Regions from separate parts of the Mus musculus genome. Here all the other regions are linked to region 1. Evidence: chromatin contacts called from public Hi-C and HiChIP or PLAC-seq data. All regions are on one chromosome and are shown on one strand. Each heading gives the region's core, a stretch centred on a gene start, on an enhancer-like site or on the middle of the called end of the contact. The rest is flanking DNA. Distances are from core to core; before and after follow the strand shown.

The links. HiChIP or PLAC-seq counts read pairs in DNA pulled down with a chosen protein or histone mark. Hi-C and Micro-C count contacts between places; a contact is called where the count stands out from the background.
Region 2: a contact with region 1 is called in a CTCF HiChIP or PLAC-seq map of the NIH/3T3 cell line, with 11 read pairs. The contact joins two enhancer-like sites. A contact is called at or near these places in 2 of 15 datasets of contacts at CTCF or cohesin (the NIH/3T3 cell line and large pre-B cells), 8 of 484 Hi-C or Micro-C datasets (the G1E-ER4 cell line, Th1 cells, embryonic retina and 5 more) and 4 of 115 datasets of contacts at active chromatin or transcription factors (VIP interneurons, embryonic stem cells, epiblast stem cells and 1 more).
Region 3: a contact with region 1 is called in a Hi-C map of the C2C12 cell line, with 2.9 times the contacts expected there. The contact joins two enhancer-like sites. A contact is called at or near these places in 2 of 15 datasets of contacts at CTCF or cohesin (embryonic stem cells and large pre-B cells), 33 of 484 Hi-C or Micro-C datasets (the 63-12 cell line, the C2C12 cell line, CD4 T cells and 20 more), 11 of 115 datasets of contacts at active chromatin or transcription factors (the NIH/3T3 cell line, T-cell acute lymphoblastic leukemia, Th17 cells and 8 more) and 1 of 9 other capture datasets (embryonic stem cells).

The regions. Positions count from the first base shown.
Region 1 is chr12:17,219,443-17,223,170 of GRCm38.p6, reverse strand. The region is part of intron 2 of Gm36568 (a long non-coding RNA gene); the gene reads left to right. Among named protein-coding and RNA genes, the nearest start is that of Gm36568, 6.7 kb to the left of the region's middle. Within about 2 kb of position 2,405, at least 53 of the 459 cell types and tissues checked have an H3K27ac peak or open chromatin away from gene starts, as enhancers often do. A contact at or near this core is called in the C2C12 cell line, the HL-1 cell line, the NIH/3T3 cell line and 5 more, where this site is marked.
Region 2 is chr12:17,054,820-17,058,462 of GRCm38.p6, reverse strand. No RefSeq gene overlaps it. Among named protein-coding and RNA genes, the nearest start is that of 2410004P03Rik, 45 kb to the right of the region's middle. Within about 2 kb of position 1,277, at least 14 of the 459 cell types and tissues checked have an H3K27ac peak or open chromatin away from gene starts, as enhancers often do. A contact at or near this core is called in the NIH/3T3 cell line and pancreatic cancer cells, where this site is marked.
Region 3 is chr12:17,039,113-17,042,714 of GRCm38.p6, reverse strand. No RefSeq gene overlaps it. Among named protein-coding and RNA genes, the nearest start is that of 2410004P03Rik, 29 kb to the right of the region's middle. Within about 2 kb of position 1,969, at least 34 of the 459 cell types and tissues checked have an H3K27ac peak or open chromatin away from gene starts, as enhancers often do. A contact at or near this core is called in the C2C12 cell line, the HL-1 cell line, the NIH/3T3 cell line and 5 more, where this site is marked.

The DNA.
Region 1 (3,728 bases), core at 1,156-3,655:
TAAACTCTATGATGTCCTTGGGAGATATTAAGGCTTCTTCTTTTTTTTCTCTCTTTCTAAAAGACTGAGGAATAGGGAAAGGGGGTTTTCCATCTGAGTAGAGAGCTTGTTCACGCAACACTGAACTATTTGGTTTTTGGAATGTTTTTTGTGCTAGTCAGCCTAGGCTGTCATAATAATATGAGAGGTTTACATACTAGTTGGAAGTTTGAGACCAGGGTACTAATGTGTCTGAATTCTGATGAAGACTCCTTCTGGATCCCAGATGCCACCTTCTTAATGTGTGTTCACGCTATGGACAGAGAGAAGTACAGTGTGTGTGTGTGTGCGTGTGCGTGTGTGTGTGCGTGTGTGAGCACAACGTGAGAAACTGTATTAAAGTGTCATAGCATTAGGAAGATTGAGAGCCACTGCTCTAGATTTTCTGCCGCTCCAGTGCTGGGATTACAGGTTCATGCCACTATCCCTGGCTTTTTATATGGGAGGGGGCAGGATCTAATTTCAGCTCCTTATGCATTCAGGGTAAGCGCTTTCTATATTGACCCACGACCCAGCCCTCAGAACCACATTTTAAAAGAGCACTAGTTCTGCTAGGTAGGAACTGCACCTCATGATCTTTTCCACACTAATCTCCTCCTCAGAGGCTCCATCTCCACTTCAATCTGAAGGTAGAAGATACTTCAGCTTCATAATAAGGATTTGGGTACACTATCCCTCCCAGAGCAGATATAGTGTCAGGACTGCAAAGGTGGAAGGAGCTGGAGTCTAGGATTCGAGTGCTTTGAAAACTGTGTTCAAAGTCTTCCCTGCTGCCTATAGTTGAGGGGATGCTTGGAACAACGTGTTTATTTTTCTGATCCTAAGAGGAGACTCATCATCTTAAGAGTATTAGAATTAACAGGAGCTGACATTACACCTATTCACCTACAGGGGGCAGCACCACACCCACCCCCTTTGCTGCTGAACAGCTTTCTGTTTGTCCTGGACAGGCTCAAAGTGGCAGTCTCAGGTTCCACATTTGCTCCTCCGTGTTGGGACTCAGTATTTATGAGGCCATAGCGTAATGGTCTCTGTCTCTAGTGGGTGTCCCTAGCTCTAAAGCTCATTAAGACTGACAAAGAAACACCATGTGGAAATACTGGTCCTCCTGGGGCATACTACTCAGTCCAGGTTCTTGTACTATGTCCACAGCTACAGGGAAGGAAGCAGGCTTGGGAAGATGTGGGTCAGCAAAGATTCACCGAACCCTGCTGTGTGCCAGGCATTGGGGATACAGCAGAGGATCCGACAGGCATAGTGTCTACTCTAGCAAAAAGGTTTTATTTTATGTGTGTGACTATTTGCATATGGATGTGTACCATGTGCATGCATGGTGGCTGTGGAGGGCAGAATTGGGCACTAGATTACCTGGGACTGGAATTATAGATGGTTGTGAGCTGCCATGGGTGGGTGCTGGGAACTGAACGATACTTGCTCTTAACCCCTAAGTATCTCTCTCTGGTCCCACAGTCCCTACTTATTTTTAAAAGGGACTTTGAATTACGGAAGAAAGGACATGTTAGTAGATAATTATGAAGGGTAATTTTGAATTCAAAATTGAATAATTTTGAGTAATTAGGAAGAAGAAGAAAAAAAAGAGGATTTTTAAATAAGACAAAGGCTTTATGAAGGTTCGGAAATTATTACATGTGGCGGAGCTTGAGCCATGCTGTGTTCACCAGAAAAAGGGAGTGTTTTCCAGAGCCATGCTGTGTTTACCAGAAATAGGAGTGTTTCCCAGACTCTCAGACCAGGGGCAGATTACTTCCCAGGTTCTTCATCTTGCTCTTGATCTAGGAAAAGCCAAAAGTTCTGGGTGTTCTGTCTTTGGCTCCCCCTAAGCCAGCCTTGGAAGCTGTGGTCTTGGATGGACCTAGTCAAGTGCCTGTCTCTGAGTTTTGGGGCTGCTGTGTGCTTGAGGTCCCTGAAGTAGTCAGCTGTGCTCAGCATCCTACTTGGGCTTTTATGTCTGATTTCATTTTGTTCATCTCCAAAACCCTGGGCAGGAGCCTTGATCACCATCATCTGTAAGAAGGGGATATGCTCGGCCACACAAACTGGCAGGTACCTGGGGGCACCAGAGGCCCTGTGGGAATGAGGGCGAGGGCTTCCCCAGGACACTGGGCTCACATCTGCCTAGGACCCCTGCAGATTTTGCTGTTGCACTGAAGTATACATCATTGGGCCCTGCTGGCGCCTGCCAGTCCATCCCTCTGGGAGGGGTGCCCCAGATTGGGTGTGCAGGAATTCTTGCCTAAGTCCCTGGCATCTCATCAAATGCCAGCTCAACTTCTAGCTATGCGTCTCTCAGAGCATCTCCTGTTTTGGTGTCCTCGAGGCAGCCTGTTCAGGTCTCATGAGTCACAGAGCCACTTCCTAAGCCTCGGCCCAGAGCACAGCATTCCATTTGTAACAAACATGCTCACAGGAACCAAGGAGCCTCCTTTGTTGATACATCTGGCATTGTGGCTGAAGGTGCTTTGCACTGAGGGGATGGGAAAGTCATCTGGTCCCAGCTTTGCTGGGGACTTGCTAGGTGGCACAGGCAAATGACTAGCCCTCTTGACACTGTTAAAAGTTTGACAGTCAGTCTATGACATGCACCTGTATTCACACACAAGTGTGCATATGAGGGAGACAGAGGGAAGCGAGACAGAGAGAGGAGAGAGGCAGAGAGACAGAGACACAGAGAGACAGAGACGGGGGAGAGAGAGAGCACTCACAAACATACCCACCAGTCATATGACATATATTACACTTACTGCACAGTCAGAAACATGGCTGTGTCTTATCGAGTATTGTGTACATGTTATTGAATACACTGGGTTTCTAGAAGATGAAGCACCATAGGTCTGCTTACACCAGCATTGCCCAAACACAAGAAGAACGTGTCACTTTACAATGACACAGTGGCTGTGACATTACCAGGAAGAAGGCCATTGTCATCTCCACTGTGATCTGACAGGATCAGTGGTGTTTTCATCTGTTCTGGACGGGGTGATGGTTGTCAGCCTCCCCTCTGACATTGTACTTTTGGTTTTCTATTTACCTCAGGCTTTTCCTGCTCAATTATTCCTGTATCTCTTTCATTTAGATTCAGTGAATATTTCTCAATCTGGCAGTTTAATTACTTGCCCCTATATTTAAAAGATTTGAATTTATCTGTTGACAATTTCATACATATAGTCACGTATATAGAATACAGATTATATCATCCCAACCCCCTCCTTTAATTCTCCTGGACCCCCCTAAAATGGGCCTCCCACCTCCATGCTCTTTGTTTTAAATTTACTTTTTAATGACTTATTGGATTTAATTAGTGCTGGCTACATAAGCATGTACAACCACCCAGTGGCCATACCCCTGAAGAAAAATGACCCACCCTTTCCTCCAGCTAATCAGATGCCAATGACTCCTCCACTATGATTAGAGCCTTGTGTGACCTTCCCCTCCCATGCTGGAATTATTGTCTGGCTTTGCACAGTAGGTAACTTATGTAACTGGAAGTGCTGTGAGTTCATGCATGCAGCAGTCCTGTCATGTCCAGAGACACGCATGCAGTAGCCATGTCATGTCTAGAGATCACCCATGCAGCAGTCTTGTCATGTCCAGGGATCAGCATTTCACAGCTCTCCTCCCCACCTTACATTCTTTTCACTCCTTCTTCTGAGGGGTCATCTAGAGCCCCC
Region 2 (3,643 bases), core at 28-2,527, 160 kb after region 1:
GAAAAGTCAGGTAGGTGGGGTGTCTCAGAACCGCAGAGGTGGAGGTAGAAGAAACTGGAGTTCAAAGTTTGACTCACCTATGTAGAAAGTTCAAAGCCAGCCTGGGTTTCTTGAGATCCTGTCTAAAGTAATTAAACAAACACGTACATAAACAAACAAAATTTGTAAATAAATCTGAGGGATAGGTTTTCCCTCAAAGGCAAGACAAACTCCCAATGTCACCATCACAGCCCTGTCATAGTGGAAGAGACTCAAACACTGATCTAATAAAATGGGTGGCAGTTTCAGAAAGAGCACAAACTGATGCTGAGCTGTGACATGCCTTAGTATGGGCTCTGTACCCCACATGTGGGCATTTATTGTTAATAAGCAAGGAGACAGTTGATCTAAGAAAGGAAAGCGGGTGCTCATTCATTAATTCATTCATTTAATGATGTGTGTGTACACGTGTCTGTGAATCTGTGGGTATGGACGCACATTGTGTGTGCGGATGCCTGAGTCTCTGTGGAGCAGGGTTACAGGTGTTTGTGAACCACGTGATGTGAGTGCTCATATCCAAGGCGTACAATTTAGCAGCAAGCATTCATGACCGCAGCCATTTCTCCAGCACCCTGTACTTACAATTTTTTTTTCAAATTAAAGGAAAGTAATAAAATATTAACTATTGTTACTTACAGGAGAGCTGAGGGGAAGTGAAAACAAAGTTAGAAGTCCTTGAAGGTGGCTGTTTTATAGCTTTGATAGCAATATTTTACATCTTTTAAAGTAGCACTAAGCTTCAAAGAGCATTCCTTTCACATCAACAGGAGAATGGAACCTACAAACTTCACTGTTCCTGGGGTGTGGCCTCTCCTTGGGCCAGGCAGTAACCCATCCGGTTTTAAAAAGCAGTCTTAGCCACCCACCTAGTGGGGTAGAACCTCTGAACAAAGGAGCTAGCTGCCCTCTTTGAAAGGAAAAAAATAAGTGCAAACCTTTTGCTTTTCATTGTTGGCAGTAAGTACGGTTCTCGAACTATTATGGAACCTATGTGGGGTTTTGCAGAATAAAGGATGGGGTATGGTTAAGAGGCAGTCAGTAGATCTTGCGTTCTTTGGAATAGAATGAGGAGGGGCAGATGTAAGATCCACGAGTTTAACAAAAACTGTGCGGGTCTGTAATTTGCTAGCTCTTCCCACTGAAAACAATGACTAATCCCAGAGTAATAAGCACCCAGCACAAGATTGTGGTCCTAAGTACTAATTCCTATCTTCGTGAGTCAGGAATCCTTAGAGAGTGGTTTCCAGGCAGGATGGAGCGTCTTGCCATTCCAGAGGCCCGGAAGTTATCAGGGAAAACTGGGGCCAGGCAGTACCGCAGCGTGAGCCTGAAAAGTCACCTATTGGCCAGTGATGAGTTTGAACATCAATGTGACTCCTAATTTCAAAGGCTTAATGTGCATCAGATAGGTTTGAGTCAGAAGATTATAATGGTGGTAAAAAAAAAAACAAAACAAAAGAACAACAACAACAACAAAAAAAACCCAAACAACTGAAAGGCTGGCTGTGTGGGAGACATTGGAATATGTCCCCCACCTACACAGTGATTGCTCCTGCAGAGTCTGTCCCATAAAGCTGAGCTTTCAGGGGATGGCTTGGAAGGTAAGCATGGTTCATAATCAAGTTCAGCTCTTAGTTCAAAACAACCACCATATACCATGTAGGCAAGGGAGGACCTGCCCCCAGAGTGCTCTGGACAGCACCCACAGGAGCCAGGGTAGACAGAGGCACCCTGTCCTTTGCAGGGAAAGAGCCGATCCTTAGCACAGAGACAGAAAAGTAAAATTATGTCTGTGGAGCTGCAGAGGTGGCTCAGCAGTTAAGAACAGTTGCTTTTCTTTTCTAAGGACCCAAGTTCAGTTCCCAGAATCCACATGGTGGGTCACAGCCACCTATGACTCCCGGCTCCAGGGATTTGTTATCTCTGGCCTCTGAAGGCACCAGCATTCACATGTACATGCCCACATATATGTACACACACATACACATACTTTGGGATTTATTTTCTTTCTTTCTTTCTTTCTTTTTGTTTGTTTGTTTGTTTGTTTATTCTTCAAGACAGGTTTCTCTGTGTGTAGCCCTGGCTATCCTGGAACTCTCTTTGTAGACCAGGCTGGCCTCAAACTCAAGAGAGTCACTGCCTCTGCCTCCCGAGTGTGGGATTAAAGGCACGTGTCACCACCACCGGGCTTGATTTTTAATTTTTAATTTCCCAGGAAGAAATAACTCTGATGTTCCTAAGTGTCACCCACTATAAGACTCAAGCCAAAACCATCACAAGCCATACACAGCAAAAGAGTATGATATATTCAGAGGACACAGGTAACTAGAAGATGGTCTCCTGACACTCAGGGAGCATCGTGGACCACAGGATGGGAAGAGGGCCAGGGAAAGCGGTCTCCAGGATGTGTCATGGCGGCCACACTCACCATCACACAGCAGCTCTGGCTACCTGCCCAAGACCTACACAAGTCCAAGCCAGTCAAAACTCCAGCAAAGACAGGGGAGTGGCTCACCAGGCTCCACCTCCCGTGAGGAGTTATAGGTGGGTGACTGCTGCTGGAGTCACTTTTCTCCAGCTGGTAAGTTACCCAAACTCTAGCATCTAGCTCCAAATCCTTACATGGGCAAGCAGCCATTAAACTCAGAGGGTCATTAAAAGGGGGGTGTGCTGAGAAGAAGGGGGAATTAGAGAGGTGAATATGATAGAAGTACTTGTGTGTGTGTGTGTGTGTGTGTGTGTGTGTATAAAATACAGAATTAATATTTTAAGTTATGATTTGGCAGAGGAAAAAGTAAGTTAAAAAATATTTCCAGAACTAGAAAAGTGGCTCAGAGGGTAAAGATGACTACTGCCAAGCTTCAAGACTGGAGGTGGGGACTCAGTAACACTTAGCATCAAGTGGGATGCTAAGAATCTTCTCCTGGATACCTTATCTAAGAGCACTTATACAAAGTGATTGTTGGATTTTGTAGATTCTTCTTCCTCATCTTTAGAGATCAACCTATAGCTTTGTCTCCTTTAGTTCGTTAGTACAGTGACTTACTCTCGTTTCTTTTAACTGTTCAGTCAGTTTCCCATTCCTGGGAGAAGCCTCCTAGAGCCATGCTGTATTATCCTATTAACGTATCACTGAATTTGGTTTGCTCATGTCTTGCTGATAGCTCTGTATGTTGGTAATGATGCTCATCTGCAGGGTTGTTTTCACTGAATGGCTTTGTCTGGTTTCAATATCACGGTAAAGCTGGCCTCATAAAACAAATGGAGGATGTTCCTCCCTGTCACATGTCTGTGAGAGATAAAATAGAATTGACTTTTTTGTTATGTCTAATGTTTGCTAGAATTTGTCAATAAAACCACCTGATCCTTTAACTCTAACTATAAAATCCATTTCTTTAATAAATGTAGGTACTCAGAGTATATGCAAGGAGCTTATTTCTTCTTGAATAGTTTTTTTTTAAAGAGTTATCTATTTTTCATGCGTGGTTATGTCTGTGTACCACATATGTGCAGTGCCCATGGAAGCCAGAAGAGGGCGCTAGATCCCTGGAGCTGATGTTCCAGATGTTAAAGCGTGGGTTCTGGAAATCAACCCAGATTCTCT
Region 3 (3,602 bases), core at 720-3,219, 180 kb after region 1:
AGCACGCACACTCACTCTAGACTGGCAGCCTTCAAACATTTTAAAACAGTGATGCATAAGGATGTTGGCCTGCATGTGTGTCTGGGTATCCCATGAGCACTTGGTACCTGCCAAGGACAGAAAAGGACATCAGAACCTCGGGCTCCTCCTAGCAGCCATAAGCAGCACACATTTTAAACTGCGTGTATGTGTGTGGGTACACATTCGCATGTGTACACTTTTGCAGAGGTGCACATGGAAGCCAGAGGGCGATGCCAGGTCATCAACAATCATTCTCCACATTATTCTTTGAGACAGGGTCTCTCACTGGTTTACTAACTGGACATGGAGCTCCCATGAGCTCCCTGTCTGCCCTGCTCCCAAGCCCTGAGGTTCTGGGCATAGTGTGTTATATCCATCTTGTATGTGGGTGGGTGGCTGCTGGGGATGGAGCCCAGGTCTTCATGCTTATTTAGCAAATATTTCGTTTCCTGAGCCATATTTTTGTTTTATTTTGTTTTGTTTTTTCTCAAGACAGGTTTGTATGTGTGTATGTGGTCCTGGAACTCATTCTGTAGACTAGACTGGCCTCAAATTCAGAGATTCACTTGCCTCTGTGTCCCAAGCACTGGGATTAAAGGCATGTGCTACCATACCTGGCTTGATGGAGCTACCTTGCCACTAATAAAGCTAATAAAAATATTAGCCAGTATCTTGGCTAATAAAGAAAGAATTAGAAGTTTGTAAAGTAATTGCCTGAGAGCCTAGAGCTGGTGGCTGGCAATGTTTGCACATAGTCTCACTGTAAAGTCAGGCTCTTCCAGCTGTCATCCTCAGTACTGTCACATTGGATTTGTGACAATATTTCACATCACCGGGCCTCACAGGGCATACCTGCAACTCAAGAGGACAAGGCAGGAGGCTCAGTCACACCTGGGAATCTGAAATCAGCCTAGGCAATGTGATAAAAAGCCCTTCTCTCCAGATTTCACTCCTGTTGCTGGTATTTAAAAGTCCATCACTGCAGTGAAGTCAACCCAACAGGAGCTTGAAGCAGCTGGTCACATTACATCCACACACAGTCAAGAGCAGAGAGAGAACCCCACAGGTACCTGCTAACTTGCTTGCATGCACACAGACAATTCATCCACTCTGACACAGTTCAGCAACCCCTGTAGGCCGAGTCTTTCTACATCAATTAGCTTAATTAAGTCATTCCCCTACAGACATACCTACAGGCCAATCCAATGTGATAATTCCTCGCTAAGACTCTCTTCCCAATGATTCTAGGTTGTGTCAAACTGACAAAAATGAACATCAGGGGCTGGAGAGATGGCTCAGTGGTTAAAGGCATGAATAGCTCTTCCGCAAGACTTAAGTTTGATCGCAGCACCCCTGTAAGGAGTTCAGTATCTTTAGTTCCAGGGGTTCAAACAACCTCTTCTGGCCTCTGCAGGTACACACATATGCATGTATGCATAAATAAGAATAAATATTAAATAAATACAAAGAAAGCTGACCTTCACACCTTCTCAAAACACAAAGCCTCCATGACCTTCCCTGCACTTTTTCTGACCCTGCCTACATCTTCATGGACAAATCTAAGTTTTACAGACATGCAGAAGAGCATCTAAAACAACAGACTACCCTGAATCACTCGACATCAATCATAGTTCCCAGGATGCGTGGACATTACATTTTATGGTGGAAAAAGTGCAGGTCTCCAAGCTGACGAATTCTATCTGACTTCTCAGCTTCTCGAGGAATTGTTCTGCTTGGCCTCAAACTAACTTTGGCAATCTGTCCTAACCTCCTGGATCCTTATTCTCTGCTCAGTCTGCTTTCCCTGTGTCTAGCTTGTTCTCTCTGCAACCTGTCTGTAAAACTGTCCTGGTAAAAAACTGCCTCCTCCCCCCCCACCACCACCCCCTGCCTGCTCTCTTTCCTGTCTGTTCTCATGGGAATTGGGTGTATCCTGTCTCTGACTCATTCCATCAAATCTTTCTCTGAGTCATCACTTTGTTTATCCCTCAATTAGAAGTCGCCTTCAAACAGGGCTTCTTCCTGCTACCAACTAACTCTACCTACATTGTTCAAGATTGCATGCCCTTGAAGGGAAAAGAACTCTCTGGGCTGGCTAATGGAGGAGAAACAGAGAAACTCAGATGTCTCCGAAGTTGGGACCAGCCAGGGGCTTTTTAACAGGAAACTTTTGAAGACTTAACATTCAGACACTTACTCCTAGAAGAAAAAAGAATTGTTATATGTTGTGCATCATAGAGCATTAGACCGTAATGCAGCCTAAGACAGAGCCACATGAAGAGAGTGATGTCCTAATATGAGCAGAACACAGAACAGGCATCTTGGTACCACCAATCTCAGAGCCAGGTGCCAGAGTCTGACTCCCACTTGGTAGACCTAAGACCCTTGTAGTTACTGCTAACAAGAACCCAAACATACCAACCCCAAGAGATGCAATGGAAAGCCAGTTTTTATGACTGAAAACATACTTGTATGTTGTGGTTTGAGTGATAGATGCTTCTCACAGGCTTATATGTTTGAACAATTGATCCACAGTTGGTGGCACTGTTTGGAGAGGTTATAGAAACTTTAGGAAGTAAAACTGTCCTGGGCTTTATAGCTTGGTCATCTAAGCATACCTTCTTCTCTCCTTTCTGTCTCTGTCTCTGTCTGTCTCTCTGTCTCTGTCTCTGTCTGCCTGTCTCTCTCTCTCTCCTCTCTCTCTCTCTCTCTCTCTCTCTCTCTCTTCTCTCTCTCTCTGTGTGTGTGTGTGTGTGTGTGTGTGTGTGTGTGTGTGTGTGTGTGCATGTGTGTGTGTGTGCGTGTGTGTGTCTCCAGGCTGAAGCCAATAGAGATGTCCACCAAAAATAACAGAACAGCTCTATGTTAAGAAGCAAGAGGTGCATTTTCAGAAGAGCTGATGGGTCTGTGAATCTAGATTTTCGGTGGCTGTCAGTTAAGATGTCACAAGTGTGGCAAGAGACTGCTGTATCTTGTTGGCTTGTGTCCACACTTACAATGAATAATGTCTTTGGACTCTTGGGTCATCTTTGCTAAACTCAAACTCTCAGATGGAAGTTGGAGCTTGTTTAAGCTCAAAGCATTTCCCCCAAGGAGTCCCAGCTCTGCTGAGTCATGTCTAGCCTGAGGATATTGTCTAAATGCAAATTTAAACTCCTTTTCTGAAGATACTCTTCATCTCTCTTAATGAAGTCGAAAATATCTTAACCTTGACTGCAGCTAGCCTACCCAGAACCCAGAACTTTGTACAGAAGAAAGTTCTCAGCAACTACAAAGAGGGGATAGAATATTAAGTGTGAATTAAGGCTATTGCTTGCTCTATGCAGCTTACATAAAGTATTCAAAGGATGGGAAGTGTTGTGTTGAAAGATCTCTATTTTTTCCTTTTGTTCTAAAGAAGTTATAGGCTTTCTGAGTTACATTTATTTATTTATTTATTTATTTATTTATTTAGTTAGTTAGTTAGTTAGTTAGTTAGTTAGTTAGTTATATGTGTGTGCAGGTGTGTGTATACCACATCACAGGGTCAGAGGTCACAGGACAACTCTACGGAGTGAGTTCTCTCCTCCCACATCTTTGTG